3 separate regions of the Danio rerio genome follow, and regions 1 and 3 are each linked to region 2. The links are chromatin contacts, called in public HiChIP or PLAC-seq maps. All regions are on one chromosome and are shown on one strand. The core of a region is the stretch at or near the end of the contact, and the rest is flanking DNA. Distances in the headings are between cores, read along the strand shown. Region 1 holds the start of si:dkey-25e12.3. Region 2 holds the start of armt1 (acidic residue methyltransferase 1). Region 3 holds the start of mthfd1l (methylenetetrahydrofolate dehydrogenase (NADP+ dependent) 1 like).

What was found. HiChIP or PLAC-seq counts read pairs in DNA pulled down with a chosen protein or histone mark.
Region 1: a contact with region 2 is called in an H3K4me3 HiChIP or PLAC-seq map of gastrula embryo, with 5 times the contacts expected there. The contact joins the promoter of si:dkey-25e12.3 here to the promoter of armt1 in region 2. A contact is called at or near these places in 3 of 4 datasets of contacts at active chromatin or transcription factors (caudal fin, embryo and gastrula embryo).
Region 3: a contact with region 2 is called in an H3K4me3 HiChIP or PLAC-seq map of gastrula embryo, with 3 times the contacts expected there. The contact joins the promoter of mthfd1l here to the promoter of armt1 in region 2. A contact is called at or near these places in 1 of 18 Hi-C or Micro-C datasets (embryo) and 3 of 4 datasets of contacts at active chromatin or transcription factors (caudal fin, embryo and gastrula embryo).

What each region holds. Positions count from the first base shown.
Region 1 is chr20:29,265,264-29,267,963 of GRCz12tu, reverse strand. It overlaps si:dkey-25e12.3, which reads left to right and starts at 1,442. Exons shown (of 5, transcript NM_001025555.2): 1 at 1,442-2,036. The coding sequence starts at 1,914.
Region 2 is chr20:29,105,189-29,107,888 of GRCz12tu, reverse strand. armt1 (acidic residue methyltransferase 1) reads left to right here and starts at 1,396. Exons shown (of 5, transcript NM_001014331.2): 1 at 1,396-1,469; 2 at 1,918-2,023; 3 at 2,228-2,469. The coding sequence starts at 1,417.
Region 3 is chr20:29,245,874-29,248,573 of GRCz12tu, reverse strand. mthfd1l (methylenetetrahydrofolate dehydrogenase (NADP+ dependent) 1 like) reads left to right here and starts at 1,413. Exons shown (of 27, transcript NM_001242996.1): 1 at 1,413-1,713. The coding sequence starts at 1,478.

The sequences.
Region 1 (2,700 bases), core at 193-2,692, 160 kb before region 2:
AGTTACAGCTATAATAATGTGTTGGCAGAAAAACAAATTCTATGGAAGTCAATGGTTACAGGTTTCCAACATTTTTCAAAATATCTTCTTTTTGTGTTGCAGCAGAAAGAAGTTAAAACATTTGAACTAAGTATAGGACGAGTAAATGCTGATGACTAGTTAATGCATTTAATTATCAGTTTCTGGCTTATTTTTGGTCACGCAATATGTTGTTGTTGTTCATCTGATGTTTTATTTCCCAATGTAAAGACCTGCCAAAGGTTTAATAATTGCTTATAGCATATATTAAACACTGAAATTTAACAGGGTGTCTGAACATTATTACAAGATTGTGAACATTTGACACAATCAGAATAATAACCATTACAAAACTGTAACCTTAATGTGAATCGTGTTAGTGTGTTTTTATAATGTCTGGTCTGAACTATCAAGTGTTATTGCTGTTGTTTAGAATTTTTTCTGCATCAAAAAGTTTCAGACTGATGGAGTCTAGTCAGTAAGGCTGATCTGTGTCTGTTTGTAACCAGCAGAGGGCAGTGACAAATAATTTTTCGATGAGAAAAATCAACGAACACCAAATGAGTAAACAATAAAACTTTAATATTATTTTATATCTGAACGTTAGCGTAGGCTACCAGATTTTTTGAAAATCTAGATTAGTGACAGTGGCAGACTATGATTTGATGGGTTCGTTTCTGATATAATGGAGTCATGTGTTCATAATGGGCTTTATTAATTTTTTAATAAAGCTATCACAAAAAGTAACACTTAAAAGTGTGTGTGTGTGTGTGTGCGCGTGCGTGCGTGCGTGCGTGCGTGTGTGTGTGTGTGTGTGTGTGTGTGTGTGTGTATAAAATATATATTTTTATTGTTCTTAGTAATCAGAAAAGCATGCATACACACGTGTCATAAATAAATAGAATCATCAGTATTTAATATTTTTTTTTCATTACATTTTATTTTTGGTTTAAAAACACGACAATATTTTAAAACCTAATAATGATGGAATTAATATAGTTTGACATTTTTACAGATTTGCAGTGATAGACATTTATGAAAAATGTGTAATGTTGTATTGGGTAATTTGAAGTTCATAAAACTATTAAATGTTTTATTTACACATTTATATAACATGGAATGTTCTAAAAAATAAATATCAAAATACATAATTTGCTTTGAACAAAAGAAATTATACCAACATATTGAAAAAAATATATTTCAATATTTAATACTTCATATATCGGTTATTCAAAGACATCATAGTCAAATTTCACTTTTAGATGCAAGTTCCTTTTATTAAACACCCTTTAGATTGTCTTTAAATAAATTATAAATTATTATACTTATAAAACTTATTAATAAAAGTATATTTAAAAATATTGAAAGCTACAGCTGGTGTGACATCATCAGGTCACATGACCATCAAATGACAGTTGTGAATATTTCAAAAGAAATACAAAGTAGGCTGCAATATTCGCACAATGTAACTATTTTAGTGTCCGCTAATAACGCCTGCTCCTGTGAGTTCAAATGAATACTGCAATGTGAGTAAGTGTGTGACGGTTTTAGTGAGAAAGACTATTAAGCCTTGTCTCGCCTTGTCACTCCGTTAATTCTCACCTATTACATTGTATTTTCATGTTAGACGCCTTTTTTCGTGTCAAGCTTTTTTACGACAGTCTCTGGATTTGCTCAAACCGAAAGTGTCAGGACGCACAGTGCTAAAACCGTAAGCAAAATTTATGAAGTTTTATACACGCGGCTAACGTAATACTGTAACGTACTGTATCACCGAGACTCTGTCATAAAACTGATGAGCTCATAGGATTTAAATGGAGGAACACGGAAGAGCGGTTGACACAATTTACTGGAAACTTAAGAGGCGGTTTCGGTTTGCCGGACATTGAGCCAGAATGTGTGATAACAGCTGTTTCTGTGAAAACAAGCAGGATACCATAGACGAAAGCCTGGACAAAACGTGTATCTTCTGTACCATCGCGAAGGGCGATGATCGATACACTGAGATACTCGCAGAGGTACGTTAAGTTGCTCTTATCTCCATTTTTTCTTTCACTTCCATGAATTGGCAGATTCACTCCTCTTTCTAAAGCTAATGTTTTATATAATTTTACATGTTTATAGTCTTCTTTACGAAGAGGAAGTTTTAGTTGTTGTCACTCTAAATTGAAAAATTAAGCCGTCATAATAAACATTAAAAGGGCTGGTCCAGTTATCAAATGCTTCGAGATCTATTCACTGGGGCGGTAACATGACAGAGGACAAATAGTTGTAGAGATTTTTGCTCTTATATTGTAATCAGATGTTTATATGTTGTTTTGTCCAAACCTATATACATTTATAAATATCAAATTAAAAATAAGTTAAAGCTGACGTAGATTCTGACCTCATCCGCGTGACAGGGGCGGGGGAACCCCGAAAACTTACCCACGGAGTGGAAAGATAGATACGTGTCGTGTGTGTGCACACAATATATCCTGTAAATGATGTAGTCCTATCCTGCTGTAATGCTACTAGTAAATATTTTTAATTTTCCATTAAATACTCCAATCGTACGTATTAATTAGCTAAACCAGTATTTAGATACTAGTAAAGTGATAATAGCAGAGTGCTTATTCATTAGATAGTCCTATAGTACTTGGTTCATTAGTCATTATTTTGTTGATAGCAACAAGCCCCAAG
Region 2 (2,700 bases), core at 147-2,646:
ATACCGTGAATAAACTCAAACAAGAATTGAGAAAAATATTAGGAAATTTTTAAAGAGTACTTCAGCCTGCATGGACATTTAAGATTGCTAAATGAGGATGACTATTTCAGGCCGTGGGTTTGTGAAAAAAAGAGGAAAGGGAAGTTGGGGGGTGGTGGAAAACAAGCTGCTGTTCAGGCCATGTGGTCTACTGGGGCGATGAAGACATCTGGGACTGTGTTTTCTGTTTCCAATGTTTGAAAATCACATTATCATCCTTAAATATGATTTAGTTTGAATTGCTGCTGTTTGTAGACAAGAGTAATGAAATTTAGTTGGTTTAGCTAATATAGTAGCCTATCTGCATTTTGTTATTGAAAGTTACATGTAGATTAGATATATTAAACAAACCTGAGTTATCTTTTAAATCATTGAAAGTAAATCAGTAACAATCACTTAGATATTTAATCCTTAAATGTTACAGGGCAGTTGTATGAATTTATTATCAGAGGGTTAGTGTGCTACTATTATTACAGTAAATGTACAAGCATATATAAGGACTATCAAACACACAAACTAAAAATGTGGGGAAATGGTTCAAAATGTTTTTCTCATCAACATTAGTTTGTTATTCTGTGTGTATGGACTTACACACACAATATCAGAGGATAAAATGGTTCAATATGTTTAAATTATTGACATGATAGTTTTTTGTTTGGGTGAAATAAAAATAATAAACTAAATAAAAATAGGTCTAGAACTACCCCAGTTTACCTATGTTTAAAATGAAATTTAAACCAGACTGAGCTGGTTCTCTCTGGTCCTTTCTGGATAAGCTAATTGTCTAGCTCTGGCCGGCTGGTCACCCAGCTTGACAAGCAGAAAAGTGCCCAAAACTGTCTAATACCAGCCAAAAAGACCAGACTGACTGACCTGCTCAAATCATCTACAATTACAGGAGACCCACATAAGCTTTTTGTTAAGCTAAAATAACAAGTGAAATAAATATGAAATGTGGTTTTGGAATATTTAATGTGGATTTTTTCATATTTTGTTTATTTGATTCATTCATGTGTTGAAAAAATGTTCAGTGCAGTGATTGTTCAAATTGAACTGATACTAAATTATTAGTTTATGATTGGCGTGATAATTTAAAAACAATTATAATATTGTTACATCGTGGCATTTTGTTTACACGCCCACTAGAGGTCAGTGGTGTCATTGATCAAGAGATGTTTTGACAGCTTAAAGTTGTCGTATGATTACTGATAAAATATAAAATATGATGTTTACATTTGTGTCTGAATGTGCTCCCGCGGTATGTGAATGAGAGACACACTGTATTTTAGACAAGTATACTACCTTGTGATTGTTCATCGACCGTTCTAAAATAAAGCTTGTTGAAAATCACCTCACGAGTTCTTCCTGTTTGCAAAGATGGAGGCAGAGGGAATGTTGCCCCCGCAGTCGCTCTCTGCTAAGTTTGAGGGGTATGTCTTCATAAATATAGTTATTCTTTCGTGCTAGCCGTTTACGACTTTAATGTAGAATTAGGCTACAGCGAGGTATCTGTCGTATTTTTACGTGTTACTCAGTTTCAATGAAAGCATGACAGCCTACAATGGTCGTGTTTTAAAAGCTGCTGAAACTGTTTAATGGTGTCAAGTCATGTACAGCTGGAGAGGCATATATGTCTACATATACTGTCTACATAGTCGACTAACGAGCTTTTGCGACCCATTGATTACAAAGACCACACTACTACGTTACGTGACAATCAATAAAAATAATCCTATATTTTATGTATTTCGAATTCTCTTATTTATCAAATTGGCAGTGCTAGTAATGTAAATTTAGGTTATGTCTATTGACAAACTTGACAGTGTTTAATCTGAATGATTTTAATTCTAAAATATTTAATGTATTTACCATTTCTAGGTCCTTTGCCTATCTGACTGTGAGAGACAGACTGCCAACTATACTCACAAAAGTGGTGGACACATTACACCGCAATAAGGACAACTTCTATAAAGAATATGGCGAGGTATATATATATATATATATATATATATATATATATATATATATATATATATATATATATATATATATATATTATTATTATTATTATTATTATTTATTTATTTATTTTTTTTTCTCTTGTTACTAAGTGTTCAGTGATTCATTATGTTGCTCTTCAAGTAAATCATGCATCTACTAGCAGATTTAACTTCCTGTGTTTGATCAGGAAGGGACGGAGGCAGAGAAGAGGGCCATCTCCTTCCTGTCTAGGCTGAGGAATGAACTGCAGACAGACAAACCTGTGCTGGCTCTCACTGATAATGCTGAAGACACACAGGCCTGGAATGAATACATGGAAAGACAGCAGGACCTGATGGAGAATGGGCAGCTGGTCAGCTGGTTCAAGTCGCCGTGGCTCTATGTGGAGTGTTACATGTACCGAAGGATCCAAGAGGCTCTGTATATGAAGTAACGCAAATCTGCTAAATCAGTACATTATGAGGCCAAATTAAGAAATCCACAGAGAATTTATGTTACATTAAAATCATTACTTTGGGAATTGTTATAATCTAACTCAATTAAAAGTCTAAGTCCCCTAAACAGGGTTTCTGCAGGGTTTTAAAATGCCTTAAAACGCAAAATCCAAACTTTAGGCCTTAAAAAGTCTTAAATTTACTGAAATATTGTGTTGTAGGTCTT
Region 3 (2,700 bases), core at 164-2,663, 140 kb before region 2:
CACGCAAACCCAACAAACACAAAGCTCATGATATGAATGTGACTGCTGGATCTGAGCAGGTTTATCTGGTGACATCAATTTTAGACAGTGCTGTTCCTGCTTATGTTAATGCTATGCTTCCTTTCAGCTCTTGCCATGAGGATCATCAGTGTGACTTGGGTTACTTAGTTTACTCCCTATACCTATCCCCTGGCTGCAGATACAAGGCTTAAAAATCATTGAAAAAATAATAATTGTGTTATCATTACTCATCCTGCACTTTTTCAAAACCTATTTGAGTTTCTTTCTTCTGTTGAACACAAAAGAGGATCATTTGAAAAATGCTGGTTGCTGGAATCCATTTCCATTGAATTTATTAAAACTATGTAAGTCGGTGTGTGCCAGCCAGCTAGCATTCTTCAAAATATTTTCTTTTGTGTTCAACAGAAGAAAGAAACTCAGAAAGCAATGGTCTCAAACTCAATTCCTGGAGGGCAGCGGCTCTGCATAGCTCCAACCACCTCCAACTCACACCTGCTTAATATAGTCTCTAGTAGTCTTGAACACCTTGATTATTTCGATCAGCTGTGTTTGATTAGTATTGGAGCAAAACTGCAGAGCTGCGGCCCTCCAGGAATCCAGTTTGAAACTTATGTCATAAAGATTGTGAGTAAATGATCGTAACTTTAATTTTTGGATGAACTATCCTATTAATATTCCAGACTAAAATAAAAGTGCGCTGTTTTAACTGAAAGAAACTTGCACTGACTGATCTTAAAATATCAAATCAGTTTTTTATTTATTTTGTGTGTCAAGATGCACACCAGTATTTTTTTTTCTAAGGCACATTTATAAAAAATGTCTTAAATTTAACTATGGTCTACAGTTTGTGAGTCTTAAAGAGATTCACCCAAATCTCATAATTTACTTACCGTTCACTTGTCGCAAAACTGCTTGAGTTCATTTAGTTATTTATTTTTTGAGGAATGTTAAAAATCTGTAACCATTCACTAACACTATCTCATAATGGAAGTCAATGATTACATTTTTCTAAAACTCTTCTTTTGTGTTCAACAGAAAAAGGAAACTCAATGTTTTGGAACCGCTTAAGGGTGACTAAATGCCCAGTTAATTTTTAGTTTGGGTCCGTATCTAACTATCCCTAAGATAATATTTATTGTCTTTATTGGGCAATTGTGATATATAAAAGAAAAAAAATTATGAAAAAAAAACACAAATTCTACAAATTTGTAAATGAAAAGAAAAAACGCTGCGAAAAAATAAGATGTTGCCCAATGTCAGATGAGTCATTTGTGTTCTTGCTTAGACTTGTGAACAATTATTACAAAAACGCCTCAAGTGCTCTTCAGCAGTTCTTCAGTGAGCGCGCTCCCGTGATGCCGGTGTCTAGCACGCGCTTGTCTTGTTCCAGTAGTGCTCGAGAATCACCTGAGCATCAGACCAGACTCCGCTCTGTCAGCAGCTCCAGCCAAGTAGCATGATGAGACTGTCTGTCGCCTTTCGCCACGCTCGCCGGAGCCACTCAACCATACAAAGATCACGTACTTGTGTCAAATTTTTATCCCGGGAGAACAGACACACACCTGATATCAGCGCGGTTTCTTTTCTGCGGGCTCGAGAAGCGAGTTCTACCAGCGGTACAACTGAAACAGCAGCCAGTTTACAAAGTCATGCGAGAAAATACGAAGGACCACCGTATGAAAGAGCAGTTGGGTAAGAATTAAACTTTGTCAGTAAAAAACGTTCATATCGAAAAGTAACACGTTTGTTTATACAGCTACTTTAGCTGTAACGTTACTGAAGATAAAGTGTCTCTTGTGTTGCCTTGATTTGTTTCCACGTGCTGCCGGTTTTTGTCTGCCTGCTGATGTAACTTCTGCTTCCCATTAGTCTTCAGTCTGTCTTCACACTGTGCGGATGTAGTCTACTATAGTTGTTCTGTGTCCTAACTAGGTTACATGTTCATATTGTGATACTGTATAAGTATTTGAATGTCCTATAAAGTGCGACTCTTTATTTTAACTAAACATGAATGTTTTTAGTGGGTCAGTGTTACATTGAATGTCCTCATCTAACCCGCTCCCCTGGTGGACGATCACAATACTGATCGTCTCTCGGTAAAGGATTTCTTTTAAGTGTTTGTTTGTGGGAACAATAGTTATTTTAAAGTATAAAAGTTTTTTTATTATTTTAAAAACTAAAATAACTCATATATGTTCACCATAACTGGAAACTGCAGTTGGAAGACAAACTATATCAAGTATATACAACTAAGTAAGAAGGGAAGTATACAGTTATTTTAGTAAAGCAAAAAACAATGAAAAGTGTTACAGCGCTCTTTGGTCTTCCCTGAAATTATATATTCTTTATGGGTGGCATTCATTATCTAATTTGAATCAGTGCCATATCAAACCCTAGTGAAGTGATTTTTAAATAAATTACACATTAAATGCAACCTAAATGTCTATTTTAAGGGTTCAAATATGTTTTGTGTCAAATGTCTTATTAAGTGTAATTGATATATTTGTGTAAATTCAACCTAATACTGACCTGTACTTAGTACTATGTAATGTATGTATAATAATACATATTATTAGTAACTTTTAATATTAAATTTGAAATGGTAACAACTTTTTGATGAGGAATTGGTGAACCCAGCAGATTAAATTATAATGGCAAAATGTAAAGATTTAAAATGAC